2 separate regions of the Arachis hypogaea genome follow, and region 2 is linked to region 1. The links are chromatin contacts, called in public Hi-C maps. All regions are on one chromosome and are shown on one strand. The core of a region is the stretch at or near the end of the contact, and the rest is flanking DNA. Distances in the headings are between cores, read along the strand shown. Region 1 overlaps LOC112705705 (catalase). Region 2 holds the start of LOC112705709 (protein NLP5).

Region 1 (5,938 bases), core at 3,127-5,626:
TTAATTAATGGAAAGAGAGAGATGATATGTCACGATCATAGTTGCTGTGACTTGAGATCGAGATATTTGTAGCGATATACCTAACAATTTAATTTCTATCATTTCAATTAAGAGTCATTATTAATTAATAATAAAGAATATACCTGTTATTTTTTCCTTTTTATAAAAATAAGGATGAGAAAAGAAAAGCAGAAAATAAGAGAGGGGGCTTTATAAAGGTGTAATATAAGGCTTGTGGTTTGCTCACGAAAACACAGGGTTCTTGTTGTGTGGATAGTCACACTACAGTAGAGTACGGTAGTCTTCTTTACCCTTCCAACACAATGGATCCTTACAAGGTATGCAACACTACCAGGCATGCATGCATTTCGTTCTTTAATTTCTTCACTCAAGCTAAGGAGAAGCTAACTCTCTGATCTCTCAACTACTGATCGCTTTGTTCTTATTTGTACATATCTATCTCTTGTGTTCTGACTTCTGAGTTTGAGTTTGAATAATAATGGTGATTGGGTTGTTGTTGTTCAGTACCGGCCATCGAGCGCGTTCAACACACCGTTCTGGACCACCAACAGCGGCAACCCTGTTTGGAACAACAACTCCGTTCTTACTGTTGGAAACAGAGGTATCATCCATCTTAATTATTCTTACCCTTTTCCTTTTGAAAAATCAAATATTATACAAATAACTATGTATATAGAGGTAAAAATAAATAAATAATTAATATATTTCTTTTTGTTTTTAATTATTTGTTCATTAATTATATAAATGACTGGAAGATTTTTGGTCTTTGGTATACATATCAAGGTTAAATTAATTATTTATGTAGCATTTTAAACTTTAATTGTGTGTAACTCTCTCTTGAAAAGAGAAAAAAAAAAAGAAAAAAGATTTAAAAACAAAGGAAGAGAGATAAAAGAAAGAGTGGGTTAATCTGAAAAAAAAAGGTTAAAAAGGTTTTTGTTAAAATAAAACAATTATGCTCCATCAACATAAAATATTAGACACTAATTAGGATTTATAATTATAAAGACACATATTTAGTGTTAAGAAATCAATTATAATATTATAAAAATAGTTAAGTATTTTATCATGACAAATTTAATTATTTTATTAGAAGTATTTGATTTTATTTTAAAAATATATAAAATAATATACACAAATATACATAAATACAAATTGGTTAATTTAGTAAATAATTTTTATATTAATATAATTTTTTAAATAATAGATTTAAAAATTATTTGTTTTTTATGATATAATGATATATAATTAAGTGTCAATTCTTTTATACCGTACCAAAGAAGTGTAGTTGACTAGTTGAGTTGCAAGAATAGCCGCACAAGCACATGATGAAATATAATTTTTTGAGCAAATATTTTTCAATTTCATGAAAACAAATTGAGGTCAATATCCGTACACATCTCTTTCACCATCTTAGGAAGCTTTCTTCTTTTAAGGAAAAAAGAATTGTACTTTTTCTATATTGTTATAGATGAACAAAGACAAAAGATGAGTGGTGGAGTTGATGGTTCATGGATTGACAATATATAGTAGAGAGAAAGAAGAAGCCACAAGAAAAATATGGTTAATTAATATAGGATTTGGTGGTTGATAATGATTTTTGTAAATAATATTATTAATGTGTTTAAAATTGATTCAATATTACTTTATTTTAAATTAATTTATAAATCTTAATATTAGGATAATCATTCGCATACTTAGTAAATTGAATATTTAGTCATTATTAACGGTATATAAGTAAATCGAATCAAAAGAAATAATCATCCAATTAAAATAGTTAACATAAAAAAAGTATAAATAGACAATAAAAATACTAAACAATATGAACAATAGATATATTAGATGTTTAATTAGTTAAGTATGTTGATGGTTATCCTAATATTAAGATTTAGATAGATAATTTAAAAATGTAATGTATTTTTATTTTATTGAACAAATTTTAGAATCTATTGTTCACATTTTTCACAAAAATCAATTTAATAAAATTTCATCCATAATTATCTATATTACTATTGAATTGAATATCCAATATATTTTATTATTTACATTGAATATCCAATATATTTATTATTCATATTATTTAATATTATCATTCTCTCTATAATAGAATTTAATTAATTAATTGCATCCAGGTCCAATTCTGTTGGAGGATTATCAATTTGTGGAGAAGCTTGCAAACTTCGACAGGGAGCGGATCCCGGAGCGTGTAGTGCACGCGAGGGGAGCTAGCGCTAAGGGCTTCTTCGAAGTGACACACGACGTTTCACACCTAACATGCGCCGACTTCCTCCGCGCCCCGGGAGTGCAAACCCCCGTCATCGTCCGTTTCTCCACAGTCATCCACGAGCGCGGCAGCCCCGAGACCATCCGCGACCCCCGCGGCTTCGCCACCAAGTTTTACACCCGCGAAGGCAACTTCGATCTCGTCGGCAACAACTTCCCCGTGTTCTTCATCCGCGACGCCATGAAATTCCCTGACGTCATCCACGCCTTCAAGCCAAACCCTAAGTCCAACGTCCAAGAGAATTGGCGCATTCTCGACTTCCTCTCCCACCATCCCGAAAGCTTCAACACTTTCACGTGGTTCTATGATGACGTGGGCATCCCCATCAATTACCGTCACATGGAGGGTTTCGGTGTTCACACCTACACTCTCCTCAACAAAGCTGGCAAGGTTCTGTATGTCAAGTTTCACTGGAAGCCAACTTGCGGCGTTAAGTCCCTTCTAGAAGAAGAGGCCATTCGCATCGGAGGAACCAACCACAGCCACGCAACGCAAGATTTGTATGATTCCATCGCTGCGGGTAACTACCCCGAATGGAAGCTCTACTTTCAGACTATGGACCCTGATCACGAGGACAATTTTGACTTTGACCCTCTTGACACTACCAAGACTTGGCCGGAGGATATTCTTCCTCTTCAGCCTGTTGGTCGCTTGGTTTTGAACAAGAACATTGATAATTTCTTCGCTGAGAATGAAATGCTTGCTTTCAGTATGCATGTGGTGCCCGGTATTAGCTACTCCAATGATAAGATGCTTCAAGGTAGGATCTTCGCTTATGCTGACACTCAGAGGCATAGGCTTGGTCCTAACTATCTTCAGATTCCTGTTAATGCTCCAAAATGTGCTCATCATAACAATCACCATGATGGTTTTATGAACTTCATGCACAGGGATGAAGAGGTACACACACCTTTATTAATTGCTTTAGTTTACATTCTGTTTCCATAACTAAATCTGTAACTAACTAGTGTTGGTTTGGTTGTTCAAATTTGACAGGTGAACTACTTCCCTTCAAGGTTTGATCCTGTTCGTCACGCAGAAAGGGTCCCCATGTCTAATGCTCTTATCAGTGGACAACGCGAAAGGGTTAGCTAGTTCTTCAATCAGATGACAATAGTTGTTTGAATTTTAATCCTGATAACAAATGAAATTATTTTAATATATGCAGAGTGTAATTGTGAAGGAGAACAACTTTAAGGAAGGCGGAGATAGATACCGTTCTTGGGCACCTGACAGGTTCTTATTATCTTATCACAAATTATAGTATAATCTGGAACTAATAACATGCATGTTTATATGTTGTTATGTCCTAACATTGGATTATTATGATTGTGGCAGACAAGAAAGATTTATCCGCAGATGGATTGAGGCATTGTCTGACCAACGTCTGACCCATGAAATCCGCAGCATTTGGATCTCATACCTGACTCAGGCTGATCGTTCTCTTGGTCAGAAGGTAGCAAGTCGTTTGAATGTGAGGCCAAACATCTAAGGTTGCTGTGGAAGAAGAAGGGGTCAACTATGAAGAATGTAATATAGGAGTTACTTTGCATATGCGACTCTGTTACATTACAATGGATTCATAGATCCTTTTTACTATTTATTATTATTACTGTTACTATTACTATTACTATTACTATTACTATTACTATTACTATTACTACTGCGTTGTATACCAATGTACTGCTAAATCTGTCCGCGTGTACGTGCAACTTGTTTACCTATTTGATCAAATCAATAAATGTTGTTTGAATCATTACCTATATGTATATATTATTTATGCAAGGATTCTAGTACCAAATCCTAATCTTAGCTGGGAAATGAACGTAGTGCAGTTGTTCTTTTTTGTGTGGTCATGGTAGTGCAGTTGTTTGTGAGCAAATTATGGACGAAAATTTTTTATTTGGACTTGGATATAAAAATATAACGTTTCTTTTCTTGTTTTTTTCTTTATTTGGACAGAAATTTTTACTTGGACTTCGATACGAAAACAGGGCAAGAGATCTCAAACTCTGCTGTGTGGTCGAACGTTGAGTCTTCGAGGATTTTATTAGAAGCCCAATAGGCACAAGTTTTTATTAGGAAGCCCAATACATACTTTAAGATCCAAAAGTGAGAGCTATAAAGTTACTATGTCCAAAAACCCATGAATGTTGGTGCAGTTCTTCATTAAAAAGGGAAATTGGTCCTCTCAAAGTCAGTGCAATTCTTCACTTCTGCCTCTCACTTTCAAAAAAAAGAACTGTCCAAAACAAGAAAAGGTTAAAAATAAGGTCGGCCAACCAAAAATAAGGGAAAAGAAAAGCAAGGTTGCGAGAACCGAACCGGTAAATGAACTGGTAAAGTAATTGATTTAATGGTTCAGAGGTTCAACCGGGATTCAACCGGTTTAATTATATATACAATAAAAGTATTAACAAATTTAAATACCTCAGTCAGATTCTAATATAAACAATATTTTTTCTCAAATCCAGCAACCCATAATTAATAAAACACCATCAATAACTCAAATCCAGCAACCAGAATCAACAAAGCAGACAAATCAGCAGAATCAACTCAGAATAAAAATCATAGCACAACTCAGAATAAAAAAATTCAGCATCAATAATAAACAATGCAGTGAAGCACTGCCTATACCACCATCAACAACTGAATAAGAAAAAATCAAAATCATAGCATAACTTAGAATAAAAAATTCCAACATAAACAATAACCAATATAGTAAAGCACTGCCCATAACACCATCAACAACTGAATCACAAAAATCAAAATCATAGCATAACTCAGAATCAGAAAAATTCCAACATAAACAACAAACAATGTAGTGAAGCATTGCCCAACTGAACAAAAAAAATCAGCAACCAGCAACTCATAAATCAAAATAAACAAAATTAACAAAATAACCGATGCAAGGTGACAAAGCGGCTAATACTCTGCAGTCGAGCAGAGAGAGGCGTCGCCGTGAGAGAGACGGAGAGAAAGGACGTTGAGCTTCGATCCTCATACAGAGAGAAAACTCGAAGAGACAGACGGAGCAGTCCTTCGCGGCGGCGATGCCAACAACTCAGACTCGATGTCGAGGAGAGGTGACGATAATAGGTGTTGTTGACCTTGAAGAGAGCGACAGAGAGAGATCACCGAAGAGACGACGACGGCCGACAGCGACAAGAAGAGTAACGATCCGAAGAGACGACGACCGACTGACGGCGATGAGGAGGAGAACGATGAGAAGAGTGCAACGGGGGGATAGTGATGGTGGTTGGGTTTAGGGTTTCTCAGAGACGGAGAAAAAGGGGAGAGGAGGGGAGGGGTGGGGGTGGGCTGAGAAGAGTGTGACGGTGGAAGAGTAATGGCAGCTAGGTTTAGGGTTTCTCAGAGACAGAGAGGGAGAGAAGGGGGAAGAGGGAAGGGTGGGGGTGGGGTGGGGGTAGAGGTGGGGTGGGTTGGTATCTGTTGGGTTTTATATATATATAATAAAAAAAACGGTAACCCTGAAAAAATCCGGCCGATTCTGACGGTTTACCGGTTAATCGCCGGTTCGGCCGGTTCTTAGTCCGGTTTTTTGATGAACGATTTTATAGTACAACTGAACCGACCAGATGACCGGTTCCTGGTTAATCCGGTTGTACTGGC
Region 2 (6,888 bases), core at 3,230-5,729, 61 kb after region 1:
TAGGACTTTTCTTAGTTGTTATTTTATTTCCTTGTTATTTACAATATTTGTTCCTTATTCCAAAACCAAAAAATATACTTTTCCATAACCAATTATAAGTGCACTTCCCTGCAATTCCTTGAGAGACGACCCGAGGTTCAATACTTCGGTTAATTTTATTAGGTTTGCTTAAGTGACAAATAATTTAAATTTTATTGAGGTTTAATTATCGGTTTAGAACCATACTTACAACGCACTTATTTTTGTGAAAAATCTTTACCGACATTTTTCCCCCATCAACACCCCAAGTCAACATCTTCTAGCTGATAGAATAAGCTCTTGAAGAAAGATTCAGCTTCCCGGCTAAGAGCCTCTGGATCCTTTTCTCACACACAATCCTTGAGAAGAGACCATGAATCTTATTTATCTTCCACCGCCAAGTGTCTGAACATGGAAGAAGTTGGTATTTCTGTCCTCGAACTTCACCCACTGTTCTCTGAATTTTTGAAATCAAAGAAGTTCCTCTTGTACAAGAGTGTTATTATAATCCTTAATCAATTGTTGTTCCTTTTGACGCATGAAAGAATCTTCCCTTTCTTCCAAACACTTCTGAAGATAATTAATTTGACGATCTAATTCATATTTCCTAACAACGATGTTACCAAACACTGTAGAATTAAACTCAAGAGAATTCTTCTGCACCTCTAAAAGCTTGTTTTGCACCCCTCTAAAGCTAGACCACCAATATTGTTTCACAATATCTCTGTAACCAGGGTGAGTAGCCCAAGCCGCCATAAGATGGAAGGGTCTGTTCCTTTTCGGTTGCGGGCACCCTTTATAGTGTACTAAGATAGGACAATGATCAGACTGTAGTTTATTTAGTATTTCTGCATATGCCTCAGGAAAAAGAGATAACCATCTATTATTAATACAAACTCGGTCAAGCTTTTTTGCCACCCCAGTATTGTTTTTTACCCTCTTGTACCAAGAAAAACGTCTCCTAATAGTCTTCAAGTCAAACAGAGCACTATTCCCTAAAGAATTGGCAAATTGATAAGCATGTCTACTCAAAAATGATAACCCTTAGTTTCATGAGAGAAAAGAACCTCATTAAAATCACCGAGAACAATCCAAGGACCTTGAAAAGACAAAGATTGAGCTACCAGGTAATCCCAAAAAAGACCTCTAGTATTATGCTGAGGACTACCATAGATACCACTACACCTCTAAATCACATTTTTAAGATGAACTTCGATTGTGACACACTGGTTGCAAGCACAACCAATTTTCAGCAAGTACCTTGCATTGCAAAAAGGAACTAGATACCACCCTTATGCCCAACTGCCTTTTCTATACCCATAGGATAGTAACTAAGTCTTTTTTAGAACAGTTTTAAATGTTGAAAGGGAGAATAAGTCTCAATCACAATTAAAAAAAAATTCTAAATTTTCTAACAAGATCCTTACAATTCACCTAGGCTAACTTATTAGAAGCACCCAATTAATATTCCAAATTAAGATATTTAAACTATCCATTAAATATAATTAATAAGAGAATATCAAGAAACAGGTGAAATTAACTTGCACTACCAACCTCAGTAGAAGACTTGTCCCCTGAAACAGAACAACTCAGGCCTCCATGAACTACTGCCTTTTACTTCATTATGATGCACATTTATCCCGAGCTACAATCGACGAGATTAGTGGCAGTGCAACGCTCTCCGTACCTCCTTATACCCACCTTTTTAGACATTGATGGAATGCCAAAATCTTGGACCCCACTCACAAGAACTAGCGGTGCCATTACTCCCTTCTCAGGCTAAATCATGGTTGGACTCTCAAGGACCAGAGCATCCCCTGCCGCGCCTCCAACCGGCAAATTTTGCAAGGATGCCGAATGCAGACATTTCTTGATGGAGGGCCTTCTCGTTGCTGGCGTATGGGTAGATGATAGCGCATGCTGCTGGGTTGCCTCATGCCCAATCCGGACTCTTTGCTTTCTGAATCCTCGTAAAAGCTGAGGTTTGGACCTCTGGTGGTCACCCGACCCAAAATGGGTTTGATTGAAACCTTGGGCCTTCATTATTAAATTGTGGCCCAATTTAACTTTTCCTTTCTTCAGCACCTTATGTCAGTCCGCTTCCCCCTCTTCACATGACTCATTGCCATTGGCCTCGTTCCACACGGAATCATCTCCAGATTTTGTACGCAAATTAGTGTCGTTATCATTGCCTAAATTATTGGTCGGATCAACAGTTTCTATTTCACCTGAATTTTGAATTTTCGGATCTAACTTGTCGCCGCCTTGTGCCTCCCCTTGAATAGATTCAACCATCTTCTCTTTCTTGAGAATCTTACCTAGGCATTGAGATTTATTATGGCCATATCTTGCACAAAATTCACAAAGTAAAGTTAGACTTTCATACTCCACATCGTAAAAGACACCCTCTACTATGATATTCTTGATCACCAGCAATTCTAAATTTATTTGAACACAAGTACATGCATATCTCTCCCTCTTTGCCAGTTTGGTGGCCAAATCGAGTTTTATCAGGACTCTTATTCTAGTTGAAATACGTAGCATTGCCTGCTCTTGATAACACTCGATTGGGAGATTGGAGACTCGAATCCAAACTAACATAGAACCGAAAGATTGTTCGGGTCGAAAATCAACATCCCAAGATTTATCGCGACATAGTGACCCTCGATCAGCTAAGGCCCATCAAGCATGGCCTTTTCACGATCTTCAGCGACATCTAATTTCACCAGAATGTACCTAAATTCCACATCTAGCAAAGTGAAACCTCCTTTGATGCGCCATACTACCTTCAGCTTATGAGAAAGAGCTGTGTAGTTATACTTCCTGTCCAGGACCTTGATCACCAGGGCTTCTCTATAAGGTTCGGCCAAATAGGTCTTCACCTCTATGCTAAAGCTTATACTTGAGAATCACTTTGCTTGTCTATTATCGTCGCAATACCATCTTCTGGTAATGATCCGACAAGTGCAAAGTACTTCAACCTTGTTGTACCAATAACGTTATCTTGAAAAAAGACCTTAGGAACCTTCTGAAAATCATCTCAAAAAAGAGCCTCCTTATCACTGAAAGCACACCCACTCAAACTCTTCTCCTCGTGTTTCCCCTCACCCCCTCACGTGCACTCTCTCTTTCGCTCATTTTTTCGTTTTTTAAAAGAAAGAAGTTTGCTATCCATATTTATTCTTTGTTGTAATTATACGTGTAAAATTTTGTAGTGAAACATCTAAGTTTATATAAATAGAACAAAAAATTAGAAAAGAGTGAAAATAAAAATACAAAGAAAAAGGATAATGATAATAATGATATAAGAGAGTACTAACAATATGCATGAGATAGTAAAAATAACAATAACTACACATACAAACTGACTCCATCGTAATAGAAACTATTCCATGATAGGAATAACTGCATATGATTTTGGGCTATAGTGCATGTGTAAAATGGAAAGAAAGTATTGGACACCAAATTCCCATATTCCCTTCATATATTAGTATAGAAAATTTTCTTTATATATTGTTATAAATTAAACAAAATAAAATGTTAAGTTCAATATAAATTAAATAAAAAATGTCCAATACTCAGTATTATAGTAAAAAAATAGTTATTATGATAGAAACTAAAATTATCAATTTTACAATGGGATTAGTTAATTCAATTCATGACAAAAATAATAAAAAAATATTAAAATCTAAATTTATTAGATATTAAATAAAATAAAAAATATTCAATATTTTTAGAATAAAAATTAAAATATTAAAAAGAAATAAAAAAAAATTCATATATAAATTTTAGTAATTATACAACGTGACTTTGAAATAAGTTTAGAAAAAAAACTGAACAACATTTTTAAATTATAATAATAAAAATAAAATAAAAAGATAAAATTAAACACTAAATTCTCATATTTTTTTTATTTGTAGGAGTAAATGAAAAGATAAAATTAGACACCACATTTTTTCACATTTCGTTTATATATTATTATAGATAAGTCAATGAATCAAATTAGAGTACGTTCAAATGATAGAACTACTGGGAGAAAAAGGAAAGAACAAAGTTAAGGGATGTTTGTGTGCTGATGGGGGAGGTTTGAGTTTGACTTTACCTCAAAAGAGAGCGAGAGTTCCAATGAGTGGGACCCATCATTGGTAGCATCGGTTATCAGTATCTTCATTCTTCTTCTCAGTTGGTTGGAATCATCAGCATTCCATGATTTCTTTCTCCCTCACATACTTTCCAATGCCCCCTCCTTCATTTCACTCATACATGTCAACATCTATCTTCTATTTATTACCATTACACTTCAATTTTATTTGAATTGTTATTTTGTATCCTTAAAATTAAACTAAACTAAACTAATTATTTATATCATTTTTAGCCACACACAGGACAAGGTTCATTCTTGTGTCACGGTGGGTCCCTCCTAAGAATCCATCAATATTCATCATCAACCCACCATCTCCTATTTTATTTTATTAAATAAATTTCTTGCATTTCTTGTTTGTTGCTTCCTTACTCCTCACCTCCACTTATTAATTATTATTATTATTATTATTATTATTGACATCAGCATGAACTTGACAATTATAAAAGAGTGCACAGCACCAAATATAAAATAAAATAATAAAAACCAGAACTTGGAGTATCTTCAAGAATCTTTACATGGTGAGTTATTCCCTTCTTCTATCTTCGCTTTTACCTTGCCGGAGGACCCTCCTTTCTTCATTTTCATACAAAGGAACCGCATAGAAAAAAAGATTCCTTCAATTCACTCACTATAGCTAGAGTTTGGAATCTTGCACATAAAGTGTTATATTCTGAGTGTATAGAGGAGAATCTTTTCTTTTTTGGTGAGCATGGCCACCATGTTTCGCCTCCAACTTTCTTCTTTTTGTTTCCCCTTTTGCTTCGTCGATTAAGACTTTGCATCCAGGTTTTTCTTTTCAAACCTCGAATCTATTCTGTTCTTCATTTTTTGGTTTTCATTCTGATAAATCAAAACTTATATAATTATATATATGTATGTGCTGCTTTGACCTTAGCTTGCATCAGATTTTTAGTAGGAAAAAAGTAGAAACAATCATGATTCATTCATCAACTTTTGTTTTTTTCATTTGCTGACATTATTTGACTACTTTTTTGGCAGAAAGAAACTGTTTGAAGACTGAAGAAGCCGAAGCCGAAGCCGAATCCGAATCCTCTTACCTTGTGTTTTTGTTTAAGACAAGAAAGATTGTTTTGTTAGATCTGTTTTGGGAGCACCAACATGAGAGATGGTGGAGTGTTATCATCAGGTACCATGCTGGAACCTACTCCTCCTCCTCCTCCTCCTCCTCCACCACCACCACCACCAGCACCACCTCCTTCAGAGGTAGCAACAACAACAACATCAATATCAATGGACTATGATTACATCAATGAACTCTTTGTAGATGGTTGCTGGTTAGCAGCTTCTTCTTCTTCTGCTGCTGCTGCTGCTGCTGATGGATCTGCTGATTTCTATGTGCCAAGTCCTTCTTTTTCAAACCCCATATTTGATCCATTCTCTTGGCCTTGCTTGGATACTGAACAAATTGAATCCCAAGAACGAGAACGAGAACAAGAACATGAACATGAAAAACAACAACAACCACCACCTTTTAGCCATGACTTAGTTGTTGCTGCTAATAGTTGTAGCCGGAATCAGCAACAACAGTATCATCACTATGAGAATCAGTCAGTGGAAAACAATAATCCAAATCCTAATAATCCTTCTGAGTTTTTCAGAAGGTGGTGGATTGCACCAAGTTCTAATCCGGGACCTGGATCTTATGTCGTTGAGAAGCTATTGAAGGCACTCATGTGTATCAAAGATGTGAACAGAAACAAAGACATGCTTATACAAATATGGATTCCAGTTATGAACAGAGGAGGCACTCAGATTCTCAGAACCAATGGGCTTCCATTCTCACTTGAATCAAGGTCTGTGAACCTTGCAAAGTACAGGGAAATCTCGGAGGTGTACCAGTTCTCTGCCGAGGAGGATTCGAAGGAGTTGGTGCCCGGATTGCCAGGGAGAGTTTACAAGGAGAAGGTTCCTGAGTGGACTCCTGATGTTAGATTCTTCAGGAGCTATGAATATCCAAGAGTTGACCATGCTCAAGTCTATGATGTGAGAGGATCATTGGCACTTCCAATCTTTGAGCAAGGTAGCAAGAATTGCTTAGGTGTTGTTGAAGTTGTCATGACTCAACAGAAAATCAACTATCGCCCTGAACTTGAAAGTGTTTGCCAAGCACTTGAGGTTTAATTTTCCTCCTCAACTTTCCTTATGTGTTCTCTTTTATTTGCATAATGAACTTCTATTGTGTTGTAAATATCCTAAGAAAACTTGAAACTTGTGCTTGCTAGCTTTTTCCTTTCATCGTGCTATTGCTATTTCTGGAGGTATAATTAATTTCTATGAAACTCTTCTTTCAATATCATCCTTTTCAAACAGATACTTTTATGACAAATATGATGTTGTTTACTTGTGATTGAATTTTTCTATTTTAGCTATTCAAATATAAGATTCATTTGTTAGTTTTAACTATTGGAGGAAATTTGTTATTTTGCAGGCTGTTAATCTTACAAGCTCAAAACTTCCAACTATTCAGAATGTGAAGGTAAAAATGAAAAAAAAAAAAAAGAAAAATCATCTGAGAGTAAAGATTTTTAATGAACTTGAACTTCTCAATTTCCTTATGATAACTGAACTGTTCCATTTTTTTTTTTAATTTTCAGCATACATCATGTGAAAAGTCCTATGAAACTGCATTGCCTGAGATTCAAGAAGTATTAAGATCTGCATGTGAAATTCACAAATTGCCATTGGCACAGACATGGATTCCATGC

The links. Hi-C and Micro-C count contacts between places; a contact is called where the count stands out from the background.
Region 2: a Hi-C map of an unstated tissue shows a contact between it and region 1, with 7 times the contacts expected there. The contact joins the promoter of LOC112705709 here to the enhancer-like site in region 1. A contact is called at or near these places in 5 of 8 Hi-C or Micro-C datasets (leaf and an unstated tissue).

Annotation. Positions count from the first base shown.
Region 1 is chr8:3,627,870-3,633,807 of arahy.Tifrunner.gnm2.J5K5, forward strand. It overlaps LOC112705705 (catalase), which reads left to right. Exons shown (of 6, transcript XM_025756615.3): 1 at 1-338; 2 at 526-622; 3 at 2,154-3,205; 4 at 3,302-3,391; 5 at 3,474-3,541; 6 at 3,644-4,061. The coding sequence starts at 324. The coding sequence ends at 3,797. Among protein-coding and RNA genes, the nearest start is that of LOC112705705, 3.1 kb to the left of the region's middle. Within about 2 kb of position 4,377, at least 3 of the 3 cell types and tissues checked have open chromatin away from gene starts, as enhancers often do.
Region 2 is chr8:3,689,192-3,696,079 of arahy.Tifrunner.gnm2.J5K5, forward strand. It overlaps LOC112705709 (protein NLP5), which reads left to right and starts at 4,480. Exons shown (of 5, transcript XM_025756619.2): 1 at 4,480-4,680; 2 at 5,162-6,298; 3 at 6,612-6,659; 4 at 6,778-6,888. The coding sequence starts at 5,282.